Linked DNA regions of Zea mays: regions 1, 2 and 4 are each linked to region 3. Evidence: chromatin contacts called from public Hi-C data. All regions are on one chromosome and are shown on one strand. The core of a region is the stretch at or near the end of the contact, and the rest is flanking DNA. Distances in the headings are between cores, read along the strand shown. Region 1 holds the start of LOC100280403 (Phosphoglycerate mutase-like protein AT74H). Region 2 holds the start of LOC100280169 (Aspartic proteinase A1). Region 3 holds the start of LOC100193483 (MYB transcription factor). Region 4 holds the start of LOC103641356.

What was found. Hi-C and Micro-C count contacts between places; a contact is called where the count stands out from the background.
Region 1: a contact with region 3 is called in a Hi-C map of ear, with 2.3 times the contacts expected there. The contact joins the promoter of LOC100280403 here to the promoter of LOC100193483 in region 3. A contact is called at or near these places in 2 of 25 Hi-C or Micro-C datasets (bundle sheath and ear).
Region 2: a Hi-C map of tassel shows a contact between it and region 3, with 2.4 times the contacts expected there. The contact joins the promoter of LOC100280169 here to the promoter of LOC100193483 in region 3. A contact is called at or near these places in 2 of 25 Hi-C or Micro-C datasets (ear and tassel).
Region 4: a contact with region 3 is called in a Hi-C map of bundle sheath, with 2.9 times the contacts expected there. The contact joins the promoter of LOC103641356 here to the promoter of LOC100193483 in region 3. A contact is called at or near these places in 3 of 25 Hi-C or Micro-C datasets (bundle sheath, ear and tassel).

The regions. Positions count from the first base shown.
Region 1 is chr10:90,214,343-90,217,042 of Zm-B73-REFERENCE-NAM-5.0, forward strand. LOC100280403 (Phosphoglycerate mutase-like protein AT74H) reads left to right here and starts at 1,312. Exons shown (of 5, transcript NM_001153326.1): 1 at 1,312-1,374; 2 at 1,661-1,815. LOC103641370 (a long non-coding RNA gene) reads right to left here and starts at 643. Exons shown (of 3, transcript XR_560276.3): 1 at 1-643.
Region 2 is chr10:88,880,812-88,883,511 of Zm-B73-REFERENCE-NAM-5.0, forward strand. It overlaps LOC100280169 (Aspartic proteinase A1), which reads left to right and starts at 1,366. Exons shown (of 12, transcript NM_001360696.1): 1 at 1,366-1,432; 2 at 1,511-1,883; 3 at 2,013-2,073; 4 at 2,183-2,277; 5 at 2,370-2,482; 6 at 2,554-2,700. The coding sequence starts at 1,515.
Region 3 is chr10:89,625,322-89,628,021 of Zm-B73-REFERENCE-NAM-5.0, forward strand. LOC100193483 (MYB transcription factor) reads right to left here and starts at 1,384. Exons shown (of 3, transcript NM_001138598.1): 1 at 1,125-1,384; 2 at 816-945; 3 at 1-710. The coding sequence starts at 1,257.
Region 4 is chr10:88,964,023-88,966,722 of Zm-B73-REFERENCE-NAM-5.0, forward strand. LOC103641356 reads left to right here and starts at 1,354. Exons shown (of 3, transcript NM_001351686.1): 1 at 1,354-1,498; 2 at 1,598-1,844; 3 at 1,973-2,457. The coding sequence starts at 1,721. The coding sequence ends at 2,106.

The DNA of each region.
Region 1 (2,700 bases), core at 62-2,561, 590 kb after region 3:
ACAAATGGAGGGCAGGGGACTAGGGTTTAGGGGTCTGGTGAGCAATGGCGGGATAGCTTGCCTTGAGGTAGGCGCGGGCTAGGGGTAGGGAGGCGAAGTGGCGGAGGCGCGAGGTGGTGCCGTGGCTGCCGGAGGCGCTGACGTCGCGGCGGCCGACGTCGACGACAACCACCTCCACGACGCCGAACGCCGCCTCAGCGTCCCCACGTTGCGGACCACCGCGACGCTCTCGGCTCTACACCGCCGCCGCCGCCGCGTCTGTGTCAGTGACCAGATGTGTCACGTCAGGACACTGACAAAGAAGACTGGTTGAGCACAGCAATGCGGTTCGCGAGGTATCGCTCTGAATCCCTGGTGGCGAGGTCGTTGGGAGGCGCCGAGGCGGGGTTCTCTCTGATCTGCGGGAATCACTCTCACTAGCGAAAATCCGTCACTGACAAAGTAGCTGGCATTGCATTTTGTATGCCATTTCACCTCCTATTGACAAATAGTTAATTTTGCCGACTGAGAAATAGCTTTGGCTGTTGTGGAATTCGACGATGATCAATCTAAAAAGCTGCCTCCTAATGCAATTGAGAACTTGCAAAGCGAGAACGAATGTGTTCAGTCATCCAGTACACCTTCCACGGTTCTACCGGTCAGGATTTATGACCATGCTATACCTCTCTCTCTCTGTATATAACTTATTCGTTGTGGCTTGATGTGGTTTTAATACAACTACGACTATGGCTGAAAATAATACTTTGACTCGGGTAATTGTCAACCACTATGTAGACATGTATAAGATTAACTCTAACAAGTAACTCCAAAGGGTTCTGTACTCTTAATTTAAAGGATATGGTTGTTCTCTACGTACCCAACAACGTTCTCTAAACGGTCCTCTAAATTTAGAGAATACTGCTGTATCCTCTATATATAGAGTTTTTATCTCCTCTGCTCTATCCATTTTCATACTTTAAACAATAGATTTAGTCAAACTAAAATATGTACATTTGAGAGTGATAAATACGTATGCACAAAAATTAAAAGTAAAATATATCTATAATATCGTTATTTATGTATAAAGTGTGAGATATAGAGGATGTTACTGAAGATGAAGATATGGAGGAGAGAATCTTTAAGAAGAGACGGTAAATGAATGATATAGAGGATGAACACGAGTACCTTGAAAACAATCGTTTGTTGGGCGTGGACCTCTACGTGTGCATCTCACGTTTCTGGCGGGATCTTCTCCTCCTACGCCAGTACCAGTACACACGACCACCCCAAAATTAGATTCAAAATCTCTCTCTTCCTGCCATTCTGGGTCCTCAGAAACGGGCGCGTCTCCTCCCCTCTCGCACCTGCTCCTCCCGTGACAGCGACGGCGACGAGGTACGTGTGGATTCCCCATCCCCAGGAGATGAACTTTCCCCTACCCTTACTTGCTTTGCAAGCTTCGACTGCTCCTCTTAATCGCGCCGATCCGCGCTGCATTCGCGGCGCTCGGTTGGTTAGTTTCGCTGGACATCAAATCGCTGGCGGGAATTGGGGTCAGGGGGAGCGAATTCAGATGGGACGCGTTATTTATTTGGCTTGCTGTGTCCCTCGACCGATTGAAGCGTATTATTGGGTTCGATTGTGAGTTTACCGCGCGAAATGGGGGCTTCGTTGGACGCAGGCATTCGGAAAATTGGCGTTCCTGGAGCAATCCGATTGCGAGCACTCTGGGAAGCATCGACGATCGGGAATTATTGAACTGCCACTACGTTGTGACATACATACAAGAGGGTTATGGAGTGTTACCTGACAGATATCTAGCTTTATGTCCCGGAGGTCTACCATGTACCCTTTTTTTAATAAGTTAAGTGATGAATTAGTATAGGGAGACACACGCTTTTCATCGATTTGAACAAGCCTTATGGCAAAATACCAAAAAAATGTTATATAGATTTTGGATTGGACTCATTAAAGACACATACAACAATGTTGTGACTAGTGTTCAAACAAGTGATAGAAACACAAATAACTTCTTAATTAGAATAGGGTTACGTCAAAGATCAGCTTTGAGTCCTTTTTTTTTGGTCTTGGTAATGGTCTAATGGATGAGGTCATTTCTTGGTATATGCTTTTTACATACGATATAGTGCTAGTTAATGAAAGCCGTGCAGAGTAAATATGAAACTAGAGTTATGGCGGGAGACTACAGTCCAAAGGTTTTAGACTCAATAAAACTAAAACCGAGTATATAAGATGTGATTTTAACACTACTATACATGAGGAACTAGATGTTAATTTGGAAGGTCAAAACCGACTCCAGTGTACAAATGATTTCCCCCCATATCCAATTTTATTTGAATTTTTATGATTAGAGCTGTTGCTTCTCCTATGATTCCTTGCTTGTTGGTGCCATCAAATATTACAGCATGTCATGACAAGCAAGTTAAATACATTAAAACAATTGTATTCTATCCATGACACGCCAAAAAACACCTTCTTGTTAGATTTATCATGCAGAAGCTAAATCTGAAACTCCTAAGTTAGACAACTATAAAAATACATTTATGTGTATCATAAATAGAAAATTTTCTTTCCCTTTTTATTTTATTTTACAGGTTGGGCATTTAGAAACTAAAAACTCTGAGTGCCAGTTTAGATTATCTGCCACTTAAAAGAGTTCTATGTGTACTCTGAATCTGCAAACTGTGATCAGCTAGTCTG
Region 2 (2,700 bases), core at 116-2,615, 740 kb before region 3:
GATTGACACCTAACCATGTTTTCATAAATATGTACGACAGTCCTAGAACGCATACGCTACACAAGACCAAGATAACGGCGCACCTGAGGAGCGTAGGACTACTCACACAGGGATCGAACACCAAGGCCTACAACAAGCATATTGGACCCCCGATTCTAGCAATGAAAGACAAGGCTCGTCTTCACCCCTACTTTCGTATGTCAATTATCCGGTTGGTGAGGTGACACAACAACCAATGAGGTGGGTGTATGAATGGGAGGACACTGAGTACTACCAATTGTTGGCGGAGCCGTGGAGTACGACTTCTGCGTGGACGAGTCAGACCTGGGTAGAGTACAAGGCACAATTGATGCGTGATCAAGGTATTATGTTTCTATCAACAGAGGAGTACAATATGGCACAAGCATAACATCAGTGGAATGCGCTCCCGTGGGAACGATCTTCGACGGAGGAGCAACTGTGAACTATAAAACATGTATCTGTATCTTCGATGTTGGTTGTGAACTATGAAACGATGGCATGTAAGGTATTTGAACTGCTAAATGTTGTTATTGGACTTGTTGATAATGTTTGGTGGTGATCTTTTGTTCAAATTAGGAGGCCTCAATGTGCTTTATTTGCAAAAAAATTACACATGGCTCGGTTTCCGTTTATATGCCACCGGTTTATCAGGGCAGAAGTCGATTAATCAGACTTATCGGACGATTTATCGGTTTCGAACTGTTTTGAATTAAAAAAACTAAACGATTTTGATTTCGGCCGATTTTTACCGGTTTGTCACGATAAACCGGCTATCGGTCCCGGTCGGTTTTCACCCATTAAGGCTTTTATTTGAGTTCTCTAGTATTGACCTTAATCCACGTGTGTTAAGATAGATTGTAGCGTAAATTAGTTTAAATTTCAACTCAACTCATCTCAATACATAAAGCCCAACCGGTTTGGTGAACCCTGGTAGGGACTAGGGAGTAGGGACATAAGAAATAATCTTGCCTCTAGTACGGCCTCGTGCATAGGAAGAAATAGATTTTTTGGGGGTCCCTCGTAATATAAAGATATCCTCCGGGGTGTGCAACACGCGCCCGCCCAATCACGAACCACCCACAAACCTACCTCCGCCGCTGTGGGGACTGACGCACGGGCCAGGCCCACGCTCGGGTGACACATTCGTACGTCGACGCATCAATGCGCCCGCCGGGTCGTCCGAGTGAGTAGCTTCAAGAAAGACAGGCACAGGACAGGGGGACTGGACGTAGTAGTACGTGGACGATGCCAATCCCAGTGTTTGTGTTTGTCGCCTAGACGCCTCAAGGCCCTCTTTCCCCCTCTCCGCCTTGACTCACTCACTTGGCCACTCTTCTTCCTCCTCATCAAACCGCTCTCCAGCACTTGTTCGGAAGAAAAAGAAGGTAGAACACGCTAACAAGACAACAAGGTGAGTAGTTTCTTGCTCCAACCGCCTTACCTGCCGTTGACTCGCTTGCTGCCTCGGCTCATGGGGCGCTACCTGTAGGATCATGGGGCGCGGGCGCGGCCACCTCCTGCTGCCGGCAGCAGCCGCCTGCCTGTGGGCGCTGTCGTGCGCGCTGCTGCTGCACGCGTCCCCTCACGGCGCTGGCGCCGGCGCCGGCGGCCTGCTGAGGGTCGGGCTCAGCAGGCGCGGCGGCGGGCTCGACCAGCGCGCGCTGGCGGCGGCCAAGGCCGCGAGGCAGCAGGAGGCAAGCCGTCTCGGGGCCTCCGGCGGCGGCGACGTCCCTCTCGTCGACTACCTCAACACCCAGTACTACGGGGTCGTCGGCATCGGCACGCCGCCGCAGAACTTCACCGTCATCTTCGACACCGGCAGCTCCAACCTCTGGGTCCCCTCCTCCAGATGCTACTTCTCGGTCCGGTTCCCTTCCTTCCTTGCTTGCTTTTCCTTCTCTCTCTCTGGCTCTCTGCCTGGCGCTTACTAGTCCTTCACTCCTTCCACTGAATTTATTTATTGTATATTTTGTTCGACTGCGCGCATGCAGATTGCCTGCTACCTGCACCACAGATACAAGTCGGCCAAGTCTAGCACGTACAAGGCGGACGGTACGGTATACATTTCTGGCCACGCCTCATCACCGTCTTCTCATCTTTCTCCTCTTCTTGGGTTTTCGGATAGTCCAAAGCGCATCTCTTTCTTGCTCAATTCGTCCAGGCGAGACCTGCAAGATCACCTACGGCTCCGGCTCGATCGCCGGGTTCTTCAGCGACGACGACGTGCTGGTCGGGGACCTGACCGTCAAAAACCAGGTCAAAATCTAACACCTCCTGCCTGCCTTCAGTGTCGTTGACACATATCTCTGCTCCGACGCTCTCAAATTAAACCAACCCACACATTGCAGAAGTTCATCGAGACAACGCGCGAAAGCAGCATAACGTTCATAATCGGCAAGTTCGACGGCATCCTCGGTCTCGGATACCCCGAGATCTCCGTCGGCAAGGCTCCTCCGATCTGGTAGGTATCTATCTCATTGCTCTTGCACCCGCCGGCGGGCGGCGGCCGGCCCATCACATGTAGGTTGCCAGGCAGAGCATGCAGGAGCAGGAGCTGCTGGCGGAGGACGTCTTCTCCTTCTGGCTGAACCGGAGCCCGGACGCGGCGGCGGCCGGCGGCGAGCTCGTCTTCGGCGGCGTCGACCCTGCGCACTTCAGCGGGAACCACACCTACGTCCC
Region 3 (2,700 bases), core at 134-2,633:
GTGGTTCAAATCCCATACTGTTGCTTCCTCTGCTCCCAGTACTGCTACTGCTGCTAGGATTAGTACCATCCCAGTAGAATGAATCTACTGCAGTACTTCCAATGCCAGTTCCTCCATGTCGAGAATTATCAGGTGGAAGATTCAGCCCCATTGATGTAGAGAGGGCCGATGGTGAAGCTGGCGGCATCACTGTAGAAATTGTGCTGCAGTTGAAGTCACTCTGGTTGAACCAGAGTGAATTCATATTCGCCCCATCGCCACTGCCACTCTCACTGTTGTAGCCTAAAGGCTGTTGGAAAGGGAAATAGAGAGTTTGGCCTGATGAGCGGCAGGTTGATGGACTCTCGTGTCCAGCAGTAAGCTGCTCCAGGAACAACTCCTTTGGTGGCACCTTAGGGCGTGCCAAGTTTGGAGTTTCAGCGCGATTCTTGTCATACACGGGCATCAGCATTGATGATTGAGCCGTCTCGCTGAGGAGGTGGCTCAAGTTTCCCAGAGCACCAGCGCTTGATGGGTTGATTTCGCTGGACCCTGAGGTTCTCTCGGTGCTGATGGTGGGAGCTGCTCCGCTGCGATCAGCCTCAGTAAGGGGCTTGTGGGTGTTGGGATCAATGCCTTTCTGCCTGAGCTTCTTCTTGATGCACGAGTTCCATAGATTCTTGATCTCATTATCAGTCCTCCCTGGCAGCTGAGCTGCAATTTGAGACCACCTTCTCATGGAAAAGTGAAGTGCTAATATCAGCTAAAATTACCAACTGCTGCTTTGCATGTATGCAGTCTTGAATTCTGATACTATTTCTCAGGCTTAAATTTACCTGTTTCCAAGGACAGCGTGCAGCTCAATGATGAGGTCTTCTTCGTCTTGGGAGAATGCCCCTCTCTTGAGGTCTGGCCTCAGATAGTTTATCCACCTCAGCCTACAACTCTTTCCGCACCTTTGGAGCCCTGCAACAATTTGTCTTCTCGAATTTAGGTAATTGAACTGACCAAGAGGTATTTGAGAGACAGGAGAGAGAGAGAGATTTCAGTTGGCAACTGGAACGAGAAAAATGCAGAGGAAGAAGGGGAGAATTGAGAGTTGATAACTGAGGACCAAAGGGAAGAAAAAAAATTGTTGTACATACCAGCGAGTTTGGGAATAGAACTCCAGCAGCCATGGCCATGCTTTGTTATGTGGTTCATGAGTTTCTCATCCTCCTCGGGGGACCAGAGCCCCTTTCTCAACTTTTGCTTGTAGCAGCAAGAATGCCTCCCCATCTCAACGCCAATGCAGAACCTGTGGGAGCTCCAAATTCACAGAGCTTTACAGGTCTGTGGAATGTATATAGTCTGTGATTATGCACGGCGAACACCTTCTCTGGTGGCACGAAGCTCCTTCAATGACCGATGGTGGCTGAAGGAGTGGGAAATTGCAAAGGCTGCAGCGACTTATATAACAATGGATGGTTGGGCTTCAGCTGAGGCCAGAATTGAGCAACTGCATGGTTGCAGATAGGAAGATTTCAGTGGAATGCAAGGAAAGGTTTGTGGGGGGCACTCCTCTCTTTTTCTCTGCAGGACAGCCCTTTAGCACCTTCTTTTAAAGGTGGTGGTGGAGGTGGTTGAGGGCTTGTGCCAAGGGAGGTTTAGCCCTTCCCTTGGTTTTGCTTCCGGCTATGTGTGGGCGTCTGTCTCATCATCTCCTAAGAATCTATGTCTGGTGCCAAAACCGGTGGGGTAGCCCCGTAGCCTCCTCCACCGATATTTTAATTGTCGTGACCTTTGTGCAAGAAACTGTTACATTAGACCACCCAGGCCTGGTGTGTTTCTTCGGGCACAAGCCAGTGAAAGTGAAACGTGTCTATCGGAGTTCACATTATTAGGACATGGGCTGATGCTATTGCTGCCATGGTGAGTGACTGTGACCTTTAGCAAGGCAGTTTTTTTCTTTCTTTCTTTCTCTCTTTTCTGCAGCTACTTCTGTGTCACGGGTGCTCCATGCACGGCAGAGCACACAGCTGGGAAGAAGCGCTGTCCACCTTTCCTCTGTTGCTAAATTGCCTAATTAAGACTCGTTGTGTGCTAGCTGCTGCTCGTTTTCGTGCGTGCATGTGCACCTCATTTTCTTCTCACCTCTGCAAGATTTTATTCTGTCAGACCTAAGTGCTGTCCTTTTTCTTCTTCTTCTTCTTGCTTTTCAGGTAACTCACCTCTGCAAAATTTCTCTTGACTAATGTACTGGGAACGAGCTAGTCAATGGGCGTATTATTGGTGGGATCTTTTTTTGCTAGGAGTGTTTTTTATCCATGATTCCATGCATGATTAGGATTGTAATAGCATGGCACCCTTCTTGTGCCCCATGTGACGGCGGATACTCGTCGCCAGTTAAAGAAACGCGGCACGGACCAAAAAGGCCCTGATTGGTGAATTTTTCTAGTCTTGTTTCCAGCTGATCATTTTGTCCTTTGATTCCCCATGCAACGGATCCCATCCGTCCTGGAGCCTTGCGTTGTCTGCTGTTGCGTGTAGTGTGGCATATATAATATATTGTCATTTCTGAAGAAGATTGTATCTATATATATTATTTGTTCTGGAGATTTTATATGCTAGCTATCAAGTGTCGTTGTTTGAATTCAACGGATGAATAGATGCTCCTAGAATCGATGTCACCATCTGTTCTTCCTCCATGCAGGACATGCAGTTGAGCCAGGGAAAAAAGGA
Region 4 (2,700 bases), core at 104-2,603, 660 kb before region 3:
ATCATATGCAATATAAAACGAATACTCCGAATTCTTATCAATTTGTTTATCCATCGATTTATAGTTGATACAAAAATCATGTTATAAGTAAATTATAATCATAGCATATAGATACATTATGAGCGTACCCATTAATAGTATAGTATATTCTTTAACAATAAAAATATGTGCCATGCTTATAAATATATGTCAAGTTTTGACCAGATTCTATATATATATCATTTTACAATTTTAAAATATAGGTAATCTAGTAATTCATTTAATGGGCATAGAATAGTAAATATGCCAAGGGAAATTAGATTTGTCATTCCAAAACTGAATGAATAATACACCAAAATTTAAACTAAAAATAATGAAGAATTAATTTATTCTTCTGCCGGGCATTTGCATGTGGGCCTGCATATATGCGACCTCATCATTATTCTTCTGCCCTTTTAAAATTAATTTAATGTTCACAAGGCAACATCGTCGATCGGTCCACAAATGGAGCCGCCGGCCGCCGGTGCACCACCCAGCATGCACGTGCCGCCATGCGCGCCCTGTCCCCACCGTTGCATGATTATTCTGTTCGCACTTTGCCTTTTCCACACAGTAAATGGTCTCGTTGTCCTCCTGCCGTTTACCTTCTTCAATCCGAAAAAAAAAACGACAGTTCCTATTCCACCTCTATCTTACTTCTTAATTTAAAATACTATAGTTGTACAAAACAATATTTTAAAGAACTAAATACATATTCTACTAAACACGACCTAAGAGCCTAAGAGCAAGTATAATAATAAGATGTAATAAGACGCTGATACAGAGAAGAGAGCAAAAGAGAAGAAGAAACAAACTGTAAACTTATAACCAGCTTAGAAACATGAATCAAAGAAAACATATGAGAAAGAAAAAGTGGACCATATATTAATAATGAAAACATATAGATTAAGGGATAGACTATAAAAATCCTTTCAGCTAGTAGTCAGATATATTCTAATAAGGTTTGAGTCAAACGATGTGTTGAGTTCCACGTAAATATCATATATATCTTTGATTTTGTAGCAATAGATCTATACGTTTGTCAAATCGTCAACCTATGCATTCATCATATTTAACTATACGTACGTATCTCAAACCAATACTCTACGTCTATGGCGACGTACACGAATGGTTTACTTGACGGAATAGTAACAATTATAATTAATAAAGTAGCCATCCATCCAGAGGGAGACGACTCCACTCCCATGTCCCTTCTCATTATATCAAGGGAAGGAAGCATGCATGTGCGTCACGCTCCATATCTAGCCCCAGGCCCCAGCAACCCCATGGAGCGCCGACCGCCGGATCGCCGGAGCTCCACGATCCGGCGGCCCCCGCATGCATGGCCGAGAGGGGCGCCACTTACGACGCGCCAAGAGCTTGTCAATAAACATGTATTTCTCGGCTCGACATCAACGTGCACCCCCACCACCACTCTTGTCTCCCGGATCTTGCCTCCCGCCTTCGTCCTCCGTCTAACGTAACGTACTCTTTCTTCTCCTCTCCGTGCTTTCTCTCTCCTCTAGCCATGGGGGCATATTATATATGTGGGCTCAGAGTACCCTGTTCTTTACCACAGCACAGTGTACTTCTCTATTTCATCCCAAATACGCACAGCGCGACTCCAAGAAGAAGAAGAAGAACATCTTATTAGCATCTATCCGTCGCGTCGCTGCAAGCAGAGCTAGCGGATTGCATCGTCATGGGTTCTTGGGTGCGCACCATCACGTCGCCCTTCAGGAAGATGCTCAACCCACAGCGCGACGGCAAGACGAAGACGCCGCGCCACCACCACCACCACCAATCTCCTTCTCCTTCTTCGTCAGGTAACAACTAGCTAGCTACTTAAATATATGGTCGTTGCTGTTGGGTTTCATATATGGCAGTGCACCTCCGTCGACAATAATCAGTAATCTCCTCCCCTTACGATCGATGAACTTTGCTGCTACTACAGCCATGGAGCAGAGCGGCGAGATGGACAGGTCGCAGCTCTACGGCGAGGTGATGGCGTGCACGTACGAGGACGTGCAGGTCATGTGGACCATGCTCGACAAGGCCAGGACCTGCGCCGCCGCCGCCGCCTCGTGACCGCGCGCCATAGATGACCTTCACATGAAACCTTTATTTTTTTTTACAGTAGTTGGTTTTGTATAGCATGTTTCCAGCCGTCTGATGAATCCCCGCTGCTGCCACAGACGCGCGCGCGACACACGGAGTGCGTGTGTGAGCTATCTTGGAGAGATTTAGTGACTGTGCCAACATTAATTTAGCATGTGTTTACTTAATCTTGAGGCCATCATCTTCTGTTTCCTCTTTGGTGTCAGAGATGCATGCATGTGTACTCATCATCCGATACATGCCAGGGTTTATATATGTTATTTCTGGAGATCTGAACTGCCTCTGCATATATATATAGTTCTGCACTAGCTTTTATTGGTTTATGTATCTGAGTCATTTGGGTTGAATAGCCTCTGCTAGCTCACAAGTCAATGCTTGTCAATCCATCGATGGCTACCATAGGAGAGTTCTCTATTTTTTTTCACATAATTGCTATGAAATACTTAAAACTATACTATGAATAGACTTTATTTTAATAAAAACATAAAAATGCATGTGTTCAATTGGTTATGTGGATGTAAATATGGAGCCAACAACCAAGCTAGGTTCAAACCCCCACTTTTA